2 separate regions of the Triticum aestivum genome follow, and region 1 is linked to region 2. A link is a contact called in public HiCAR-type data. All regions are on one chromosome and are shown on one strand. The core of a region is the stretch at or near the end of the contact, and the rest is flanking DNA. Distances in the headings are between cores, read along the strand shown.

Region 1 (5,403 bases), core at 1,273-3,772, 760 kb after region 2:
TTATTAGAAAATTCTCGTCAAAATAAAAAAAATGTTCATTCTTTTGAAATCATGGACATTCTTTGAATTTGTTGAACTTTCTTTTGATATGTGAGCATTTATCATTTCCTGAAATTGATTTTCTTTAATCATGAACAATTTTTTTGGTGATTTTTTTTTTTGAAATCCCGGGTTATTTTGAGAAAGCAAAAAAGTTAAATCAGAGAAAATGTCAATGCTTGGACCAGCATTCGGTCCACTGGCTGAGGCCTAGTACTGGTCTATTGACATGATAGCTGCTGGGCCCATATACTTCGGCCGTCAGGACAGTCTGCACATGCTTACGGGCGCGTCTGTCTATATCTCGCTCGCTGCAAAACATGAAGCAGATGATGCCCATAGCTGTTGCAATAAGTATGGTCTATTAGCATAGGTAATTTCCTACCACGTGAGACATGTGGTAAGCAATCCAAACAATTCCAAAAAAAAACGAATAGGTAATTTCCTTCTTTATTTTTAAAAAATCGTTCATAAGAAAATATATATCAAGAAATATGTTTACTTCATTAATTTTGGAAAACAAAAGTAAAATGTAAATTGTGATCACATGTTTCAAAAACAATGTTCACATGTATGTTAAAAATCTTCTGTAATTTTAAAAAAAATGTGTGTAATTGAATAAGTGTCCAATTTTATTAATAAATGTGCAATTTTATAAATGTGCCCACAAATTTTTTAAATGTTAGTACAAATTTAAGAAGTGCCCATCTATTTTTATAAACATTTAATTATAAAATTGTTCCATATTTTTTTAAAGGTTCATGTAGTTAATGAAAAGGTTCATGCATTTCAAAAAGTCTTCATATAATTGAAAAATTATGTAATATATATTTTTTAATTTTTTAGAAAATAAAAAAATCATCCATCTTAAAAACGATTGTGTATGTGTAAAATAAATATTTACGTTTCCCCCAAAAGGAAACAGAGGAAATGGATAATTAAATAAAAAGTAAAAATAAAGAGTAGTGAAGAAAAAACAAGAAAAACATTGGAATAGAATGAAAAAACACAAACGCACTAGAACAGGGATCCTTTGAAAAATCACCCAAAACCTAGGAAGAAAACAAAAAAAAGTCTTACAAGGTCAACCCACGTGGAAACTGATTGCATGTGAGCAGTCCTCATTACTCGCAATAGGCGAGATATAGCCATTGCACATGATTACAACCATTGTACGTAGTGGCGGAGCCAGAGGGTGGACAGAGGGCCTAGGATTTTTCCAATTGCTTTATATCATAGCAAAAGAAATTAAAAAAATAGTTGTAAAAGCAAATTCTTACAGTTTCACTATTGGCCCACCCTGACTCAATAAGCTGGATCCCATACTGGGTCTACTACGCTCAAAAGGTAAAAATGGTTACAACTATTCCTTTTAAATTAGTGCTAGAGTTTATTCTCCACATAAAAATTCAGTTTTGCTAGAACTCATCTAGATGAGATATAATTTGGTCTCATTCACCTTTTATAGTAATTGGATATGGTGCTATAAGATGTGTGTGTGCTGACATGGGTTGTATCTGTTCTTATTTTCAAAATGAATGAGACCAAATTATATCTCACCTAAATGAGTTCTAGATACTCCCTAAAAATTAATACAAAGAACTTTAAAACATGATATGGACTACTATCCTTCGAATTGCTGACTACTGGAGACCTACAACAATAGCCGCAAGATAAGATATGTCGCCGCACAGCCGGGCTGGTGTGAGCGGTCAAATTGCTTGATTTCAAAATAGAAATCCTACATATCCGATTATCCATGGACGCGCGCATGCGATGGAGCAGGAAACCGGATCCAACGCCCCTAAGATCGAAAACAGTCCAGGCACAGGACACAGGTCCACATGAGCCACGACAAGAGCCCTTGATAGCTCGGGAAGGAAAAGATGGGTCGTCGACTCGGTCATATGATAGACCGAGGTACTGTGATGCATGTGCATCCCCAGGATGAGGTACCTGACGTCCAACATTTCGGCTCGATCGATCACAAGCATGGGCCGTGGCCATACGTACCAGCCAGCTGTACTCCGCTCACTCAGCACGTAGTACGTCGCCGTTGACGCAGTCCACCGAAGAAGAAGAAGAAAAAAACCAAGAGCTGCACCGAGCGTCGGTCCCGTATCCGCTGCCATCAAGTGCCGCCGAGGGACGGTTACCAGCCCACACAGTGACACTGAAATCACTCCACGCAAGAAGAAAACCAGAACTCCACCGTCCCCGTATACGCTGCCATCAAGTGCCGCCGAGGGAGTGAGGAAGCCGACGGTTACCAGCCCACGCACTGACACTGAAATCACTCCACGCAATTGAAAGCGAGATACTCCAACGGATGATGCGGTTTCGATCGCGAGGCGACACGTTATTACGAGGATGCGTGGTGGCCTCCTCCTCCACCTACTCATGCGCGCCGCATGAGGATATATTTTATTTATTTATTTTTGACATGATATGCTGCATATCCATGGACATATCCTAGCGACGCGAGCGACGGCACCGAAACGAATGACGAGATTGACAACGCCTAAAAAGCCGAAGCGCTCTGTGCTTGCTTCCTGGCGGGATTACGTAGGCGCAGGCAGCCATCCTTAAATTCCGAGATACCACGTCGCTTGCCCCTGTGTCCCGCGGGCCGTTTTTCGCTTGAGAGCCGAGGCTTGGGACAGAGACATGGCTGCGGAGGTGGAGATGGGTGGAGGCGAGGCGCTGCTGGAGGAGGGCACCGGCGGCACTGGCGCAAGGCGGGGCGGCAGGAAGCCGCTGGGGTGGAGGTGCATGCCCTTCATCATAGGTATGTAGGAGTATGTGTATGCTTCACAAGTTCACTTCTACTCCATTCCCGTGTGGATCTCTCCATCTCTCAGTCTGCTTTGGTTTCTTCCACTGGCTTAAGACCTCTACCTCGCCCCGTCGTACAGTCCAGGAGCTCATCCCTACCTCCAGACGGCCGAGCTAGCAAGCTCATCATGATGGCCATGAACAATTTCCACAAAAACGAAAACAAAAAGCTAATTCTGGCTTTCCCGGCAAAGGAAAAATGAGTCCAACAATTAATTCTAGTAGCTGTTTGACTCATATAGGGAAGATCAAGGATTAGATTCGCCCGTGCCGCGTTGAATGGTTGGTCATATGTTTCCATGGCATTTAGGGACAGATTGGCAAATCTCAAACATTTACGAGCTTAAAGATTGCGAGGTTGCTACCACAATTATCACACATTCAATGCAGTAGACAGATGTGTACCACGGTCTTATGATTAGCTGATTCGTTTGATTTATATTTTAGGATCTTTTTTATTCGCACAAAGTTATGGACCACAACGACAGAATTGTGAACTTCTACTGTAATAAAGCAGAGTCATTTTGTAATTTCCAGAACACCGCACAAACTATTTAGTCACCGTACTAGGAAAGAAATGTGACGGACACTCGAAAAGTCCATTCTGCACCCGAGCTCATATGCACCCGCATGAACAGTAAAATCGAAAAAAAATCGAAAAAAATTCAAAAAATTCCAATTTTTTTGAGAGAAACATTGACAAAAGTTCTAAGTGCCTGCAAAAATTCATCATGAAATCACATTCCTGTAAGGCGTGGCAAAAAAAACAAATTCAGTGCTTCAAAATGCGTTTGAAAGTAGCTTTTTTAGAGTACTATTTTTGTTTTTTTTGCCACGCCTTCTAGGAATTTGATTTCATGACGAATTTTTGCAGGCACTTAAAACTTTTGTCAATGTTTCTCTCAAAAGAAATTTGGAATTTTTTGAATTTTTTTCGATTTTACTGTTCATGCGGGAGCATATGAGCTCGGGTGCAGATTAGCCGCGTCCGACAGACACTTCCATTCTATGCAGCAACCGAGACATTTGAGAAGGTGGGGTCAGTTGGGGTGGCAGCAAATCTCACGGTCTATCTTGTCAACCGCTACAACATTGGGAAGCTCGCGGCAGCAAACATCACCAACATTTTCTACGGTACGCTCAACTTTGCGCCGTTACTAGGCGCCTTCATCTCCGACGCCTACTTGGGAAGGTTCAGAACCCTGGCCTACGGATCCTTCTTTAGCCTCCTGGTATGTCCGTGCCACGGTCAAAGTTCTTTTAGTCGTCTTGTTTCGCCTGCTTGTATTGGCAAAAGGAAATGTGAGATAAGTCGTCATTGAAAAAATAAGTCTAACGAATGAACGAAATAGACAGCATTATGCTTTTAGAAAAACAGCATTATTGATTGCTTAATATGAGAAATAGCATGTGCAACGAACCACAGGCAATGGCTAACATTTTATCTGCTTATTATCGCAACAAAACTTGATGTCTCAGCAAATGGCATTTATTTACTGGGTTAGCTGTTCTAAGGATTTACTATCATGCACTATAAAAATGTGAACTATACTACAAGATTTTTGCATATGTCAGCAACTAATAGGTTTTGCATTGCTCACAGTCTAATCTGCATATTTATTTGCTGTGAAAACAGGGGATGCTGGGATTGACTTTGTCTGCATCAGTTCCAGCTCTCAAACCACCAGGCTGCAGTCAGACAGCCCAATTGGGTGGTCACTGCAACAGTCCATCAACACTCCAGCTGAGCGTGCTATACATATCTCTAGCGTTTCTAACCATCGGCGGTGGAGCAATCCGACCATGCAGCTTGCCCTTTGGAGTAGACCAATTCGATATGACTGATGAAAAAAGCCGAAAGGGACTGAATAGCTATTATAACTGGTATTATGGCACAACTACTGCTGCCCTGGTGTTCTCCATGACTATTCTCATCTACATCCAGAATAGCATCAGCTGGCCAATAGGATTTGGCATTCCCACATTCTTCATGCTTATGTCAATCATCATTTTATTCATGGGCACTAGACTTTATGTCCATGTACCACCAGAAGGAAGCATCTTCACTGGAATTGCCCAAGTTTTAGTGGCATCATTTAAAAAGAGAAGACTCAAGCTTCCGCATCCTGACAATATAAATCAACAAGAGTTGCTGCTCTTCAGTCCTCCAATAGGTGGCCACCGTATTTTCAGATTGCCACTTACTTCCCAGTTCAGGTAAAATAAAGAACTAGCCACGATGGAAGTGTCACAACACAGACAAAAAATATGATTTGATAGTGTCCCATTCCCAAAAGTATCATGTTTTTTTCCAAGAAAACTATTCCAATTAGCTTGCAAAAGTGTTCTATAGGCTTAACATCCATGTAACTTGCTAAAACAAGCAGAATTTCATGTGTTGGTAAATGTAAGCCATTTTTCTGCAAGTAAAGTGAGCAAAACGTCCTGCACTCCTCGACAAAGTGAAATAAAAAGATAAAGAACATGCTAGGCAGATCAAACAAATACTAATCATTTCAAACAACTATG
Region 2 (5,556 bases), core at 2,949-5,448:
CTTTAAATTTGAATTGATTTTCAACTAAGAGGCAGTTATGCTTAATCAAAAGTGGTGACATGGCACATTAAGGTGAGGTTATTGTAGTCTAACACTGTGGGTGTTACACTAGGGATTTTCAAAGCTAAAAACTGGATCAGTTTTTTTTTATTCAAAAATCTTTAAAACAACACATACACTTTTTTGCAAAAAGATCTAGATCTTATTACATAGGTTCACCAAAAATACAAAATCATCCCAAACATAATAAAAATTACATCGATGTACATGGACCACTAAACAACCAATGCTGCCTTCAAAATGAGCCATCGATGTCTCGTTGTTGCCCTTGCATACTGGAGCCAGCCTGAGGGCATCTATGACCGAACTTAGTAAATTTGGCCCCTAAAAGTCGTACACGTCCGGCCGGTCACCCCTCAAACGCACGTGCACACATCCATGTACTTCATATTCGACCCCCGCCCCCCAATCCATGCAACGTGAGAGGAAGTACGTAGTTCAACATATCAAATATAGCAACAAATGGACACATATCAACATAATTCCATAAGGGCATAGCATCACAACTTGCCGATCATAAAAGACTATTCATCAAACCAAACAGACGTAGATTCATACTAAAGATAACTAAATACTAAACGGAGATGGACAGGGGCGTCGAAAAAATCACCATTTCCTCGCCGGTCCCCTGCCCTTGCGGTCACCAGAGCGGTTGTAGCCCTCTGCATAGGCGTCGGCGGCGGGAGGGGTGTCGTCGGAGTTGTGGTTGTGACGCTCTCGGGTGAGGAGGAGACCATGTCGGCCAATCGAGGGATGACGCGTGCCTGCTTCTTTGCGAGCCGGCCTTTGCGTCGCGGCCGCCCTCTTCGGTGACTGGCCAGGTCAAAAAAAAGAAGCCTGCCGGTAGATGCTCTCACCTTGTGGATGACAACCGGAAAGGCTTCATGCACATGTCCCATGAACCACATTGGAACCGGAATTGGTCAGAGGTTTGTAAGTATCATGATAAGACAACTTAATATATGAGCTGAATGTTTCAAATCCACGAATTTGTTTTTCATCGACATCACCACAACTGAACGAGGCAGAGGGGAGTGAGGCAGAGGAGGGTGAGGCGGAGGGGAGCCAGAGGAGAGGATGAGAACGACACTGTTTCCCTTTAGGGAACGGCCCGACTGGCGTGGTCCCATACGGTCGTTAGCGCGGCGCCGTCACCGCTGTCGGCCAACGCGTGATTGGCCACATCAAAACGGGCTCATTTTTCAGTTCAGTATTTTTTGCCACCATCAAAATTTCGTTGCGGTGTAAAGTGTTGCGTTTTCTAAAGTTGTGGTTTTGTAAGAGACGTGACGTGAAAGCAGTGGTTCTGTGCATTTTACTCAGATACAAGGAGTGCCGGTTAACCTAGACGTATATGGGGTGTTTGAGGAGGTCGATTGCGTCGGAAAAAAACTGACCGGTCACTGGCCAGATCGTCTGCCCAGTCAAAATAAGGAGTCTGCAAGTAGATGCTCTAACCTTGTTGATGACCGCCAGAAAGACTTCATGCACATGTCCCATGAACCGCCCCAGAGGCTCAATTGAACCCTTGAATTGATCCAATGTGTGTAAGTATCATGATAAGATAACTTTTTTTTCGAAAGTACGCCAATGACGTACCATATTTTTATAAAAGAGAATAAATATTTACAAGATGCTAAACATGGATGCGAACATCCCATTAGCTACACCAACACCAAAACAACACATGTAGATTACTCTCTCACAAAATACTGTAAACGTCCGACTCCCACGGTGTGCCAATCTCGTATCTCCTCCATGATCTGTGAAGTCAATTGTTGTATGCTCCTCTGCTGGTCCGTGCGCCCGAACACTCGAGCATTCCTTTGTTTCCATATGGACCAAGCCACAAGATCAAAGAGTCTAAGCCTCTCTTTTGCCTTGTAGGGATAACCTTGCGTGCCTCAAGCCACCAGGATGTAAATGTGTATGGTTGATCTGGTTGTGGATGATAAGATAACTTAATATGTGAGCTGAATGTTTCAAATCCAAGAATCTGTTTTTCCTCGATATCACCACAACAGGACACCCGTAACATGCAAGCTGACCGCGCCGGCCGGAGGACTCGCTCTCAACTCCTGCATCAACCCTATCCCGACCAACCAATTCGCTATCTTATCGGCTGCCAACAAACCCAAAAACGAAGGCCACGTCGCCGGCCGGCCGGCAGCGGCTGACGGCGCAGGAGAAAACGACGGGGGCGCCCGGCGCTGGCTGACACCCCAGGTGCCCCGTCTTTGCCGGATTTATATACCCCCGGCGTCCCACCCACTGCACCAGCCCGGCCGCGGCAGCTGGCCGCGCCGCTGTGGACACACTTGTCCATTTCCCATCATTGCCACCCATCGCACATGCCCCTGCTTCGCCCGTCGCCCCCTCCGTATTCCAGCTTATCCCATCATCATCACTTCCCTCGCCGTTGCCCCGTTCCGGTTTCCAACCCGGAGCACTGCCGCGTGGGAGCGTACGCACGCGCTCACTGACACGGGGCCCGGTGTGCTGAGTGTCGACTATGGCCCAGGTGCCAGTGCCTCCTTTGCGATTGCGTACTGCATTGACTGTGTGCTGGCCGGAGCGCTTTTGGCTCGAGTAGTAGTTAACCGTGGCAGTTAGTACGACCACCGCGATCTCCGAGGGAGGAGGAACGGACGAGTGTGCTGATTGATTGCCGGTTTCACGTCACACGCAACGACGGGTCATTAAGATACTAGCACTCCAAGGTGGATAAATTTGCTAGTACTAGTATTTCTTCATAGTAATCGGGATGTTAGAATTGCACAAGTCAACAACAACACCGTCCCATAAAAGAAAAAGAAAACGAACCGAGCTAGATTGACTACACTGCTTCGTGACTGATCCCTTTCACATCATGGTGAATGGGAACGAGATGCTGCGGCGAATCCATCACACTGGATGCCAGTGGTCAGGCGATAGAGGCGCTAGTACAGGGAATCACGACACGTTCCTGGCAAAGGGACTATTCAGTTCGGTTGGATTTGACAGAGTGAGGGAGTGAGGAGAAAAGACACTGACGCTGTATCACCCTAGATTCGAGGAATAATATGTAGAACCCAACGAAGATCAGGATCACACAAAAAACTTTTAACATATACACTACACATCATCCATTACCGTGAAAAATATGACAGTCGGCCGGACGCCGGAGGAGTACACGCAGGCAGCTCCCGCCGGCCGCCGATTGACTTTGGCCGCAGAGGACAAGAACGACGACAGGAACAGAGTGATGAGGTGACGAGTAGCAAACACAATGAATGACCACGTCTATCTATCTGCACACTAGCCGGCCGTCCGCCCGCCGGCCGGCCGATCACCTCTCAAAACTGCGATTTCTGGTTTGCGTCTCCACGATGAAATCATGGAATCCGTCCCATCATTGTTGCAACGCGGCGCCGTCTTCCACCACCGATCCGTCGCCCCTAATCTGCGGCGACAGAGAAGACCAATTCAAGAAGGTTGTTAGGAGGTTGCAACTGTACTACTACAAACGGGAGTATCGATGGGGAGGGGATATCATGGATGATGCGATGGTGCTACCTGATGTGGTTGCAGGAGGATGAGCGGGGTGGGCACGCACGGCGGCGGCGCCTCGAAGAACGACAGCGGGAAGTGCTTGTAGACCACGCCCACATCGAAGTAGATGACGCCGGAGGAGGGCACGTCCACGCGGATGCTGCGCACGGCGAACCAGAGAAATAGGTCCTGAGCGTCCACCCCGGAGAGCTCGGCGATCCGGCCATAGCTGATCTGCCCCGCCACGGTGATGTTGTACCGCAGGCCGACCTCGGTGCGCGACGTGCAGGGGGACTCCAGGACCGCCTCGAACCGGCCGGTGGCCGGGTCGTGCGAGAACGCCGCGATCCCCGCAGGGAGCAGCCCGCGCGGGAGGCCGTGGGTCTGCAGCACGTCGTGCGCCGCCTCCGCCGCCGCCGTGGGCGCCGCCTCGCCGCACCCCGCCGCCGCCACAACCGCCGCCGCCGCCAGCAGCGCCCACCACGACGCCGCCATCGCCATTACCAATGGAGAGCCGCCGTGGAGGGGTGGAGGAAGGGAGATGGGGGCGGATGGGGAGGAGATGAGGGGCGGATGGGGAGACGCTTAGCAATAATTGAGGTAACCGAACAGCCGAGGGGAGGGGGAGGCCGAATGAAATAATCTACGGGGATGGACGCGGCCCGTCCGGCCGGGCCTACCTGCCAGCGTTTTAATTTATTAGGCCAAATTGGCCGCCCCTCCCCGCTTTCAATTAAGCCGCGCGATAACAGCGTGTCGCATCAGCTGGTGGACTCGCGATTTGGGGTGCGTGTTTCGCGGGCGCAGGCCGTTAATTCCTTCCGCCATCTCGCTGCCCAGCAAACTGCTTTTGAGTCGTTCTCGGCGCCACTACTGCTGCCTATCGTGTTTCAGCTGGTCTGATCGATGCCGTGCGGAGGATCCGGTCACGGTTTGCCCATGCGGAGGATACAGTATGTTGCAGGAATCTACAGGGAACTCCGTCGTGGCACAGGGAGCGTTCCGGAAATTCCGCGAGGAGCGGAAGTGTGATGTGATGGTCACGTGCAATGCTTGCGTTGCGTGCCAATCGGGACCTCGATCGGCATCTTTTGTTTCGGCCAATGATTAGTCATTTTTTCACGTACTAAAGCCAAAAAATAAATCCGAAATAAACTGTTTCCAACATTGTTGATCAAACACAGCTTTCAAAAATAATTGACATCCCTTCTATAAAGTTGTGATGCACATTACTCTTAAGAAAAAGTCCGTTACCGATGTAAGATGGAAAATGTAACGTATGCAAGTTCGATTCTCCGACACTCTGTCGTCGACATGTGGCTGACAAAAACACATTTATATGTGCGGCGAATTTGTCGTGATTCATCAGCATGCACACTAAACAGGATTATACAACTTTTCCTTTGTCTTTTTCTTTTCGAAAGAACGTTTTTACATATCATATTTTTATTGAAGGCAGAGAATTTTTCTTTCACAAGAAAAAACGTAAGCCAAACAAATTAGACTACGAGTTTACATCTACCCTCATTTACATGCTACTCTCTCATACAGATTTTTTTTGTCTTTTTAACGATACTTTTCCTCTGTCTTTGTTGGTCTTCCTCTACCACTACTTAGCTCCTCCTTTATTTGTCTCACTCGCTTGGTCTTTCAAATTCCCTCCCCCCTCCCCTCATCTTTCCCTAGTTGGCTAGTTCCACCTGCTCATGCCACCGCCAACTCTGCCTCCCACCTTCTTCATCTCCCTGCTTCTCTTTGTTGTACAACTTGCCGACGTACCTTCTCGCTCATCTTCCTTCTTTGGTTTTCCATAGACACCCCTTTTCGTGCAAAGAACGGTGATGGTGTCTCGGTCAAGCAATCACGCCGAGTTGATACGATTTGACGTTTTTATCACTTTGTGAGCCCCTACCTCTTGTTGGTTTATTCTTCCTCTTTCTTTGTGACGATAACGTACATACAATG

Evidence for each region. HiCAR-type assays count read pairs that join an accessible place to other places.
Region 1: a HiCAR-type map of leaf shows a contact between it and region 2, with 9 times the contacts expected there. The contact joins the promoter of LOC123071920 here to the promoter of LOC123071917 in region 2. A contact is called at or near these places in 1 of 5 Hi-C or Micro-C datasets (leaf) and 1 of 1 datasets of contacts at active chromatin or transcription factors (leaf).

Annotation. Positions count from the first base shown.
Region 1 is chr3B:710,454,613-710,460,015 of IWGSC CS RefSeq v2.1, forward strand. LOC123071920 (protein NRT1/ PTR FAMILY 2.12) reads left to right here and starts at 2,523. Exons shown (of 4, transcript XM_044495499.1): 1 at 2,523-2,827; 2 at 3,889-4,106; 3 at 4,511-5,091. The coding sequence starts at 2,707. LOC123071921 (glycine-rich RNA-binding protein 4, mitochondrial) reads right to left here. Exons shown (of 5, transcript XM_044495500.1): 5 at 3,884-4,155. The coding sequence ends at 4,135.
Region 2 is chr3B:709,690,917-709,696,472 of IWGSC CS RefSeq v2.1, forward strand. LOC123071917 reads right to left here and starts at 4,199. Exons shown (of 2, transcript XM_044495498.1): 1 at 3,616-4,199; 2 at 3,148-3,502. The coding sequence starts at 4,092. The coding sequence ends at 3,452.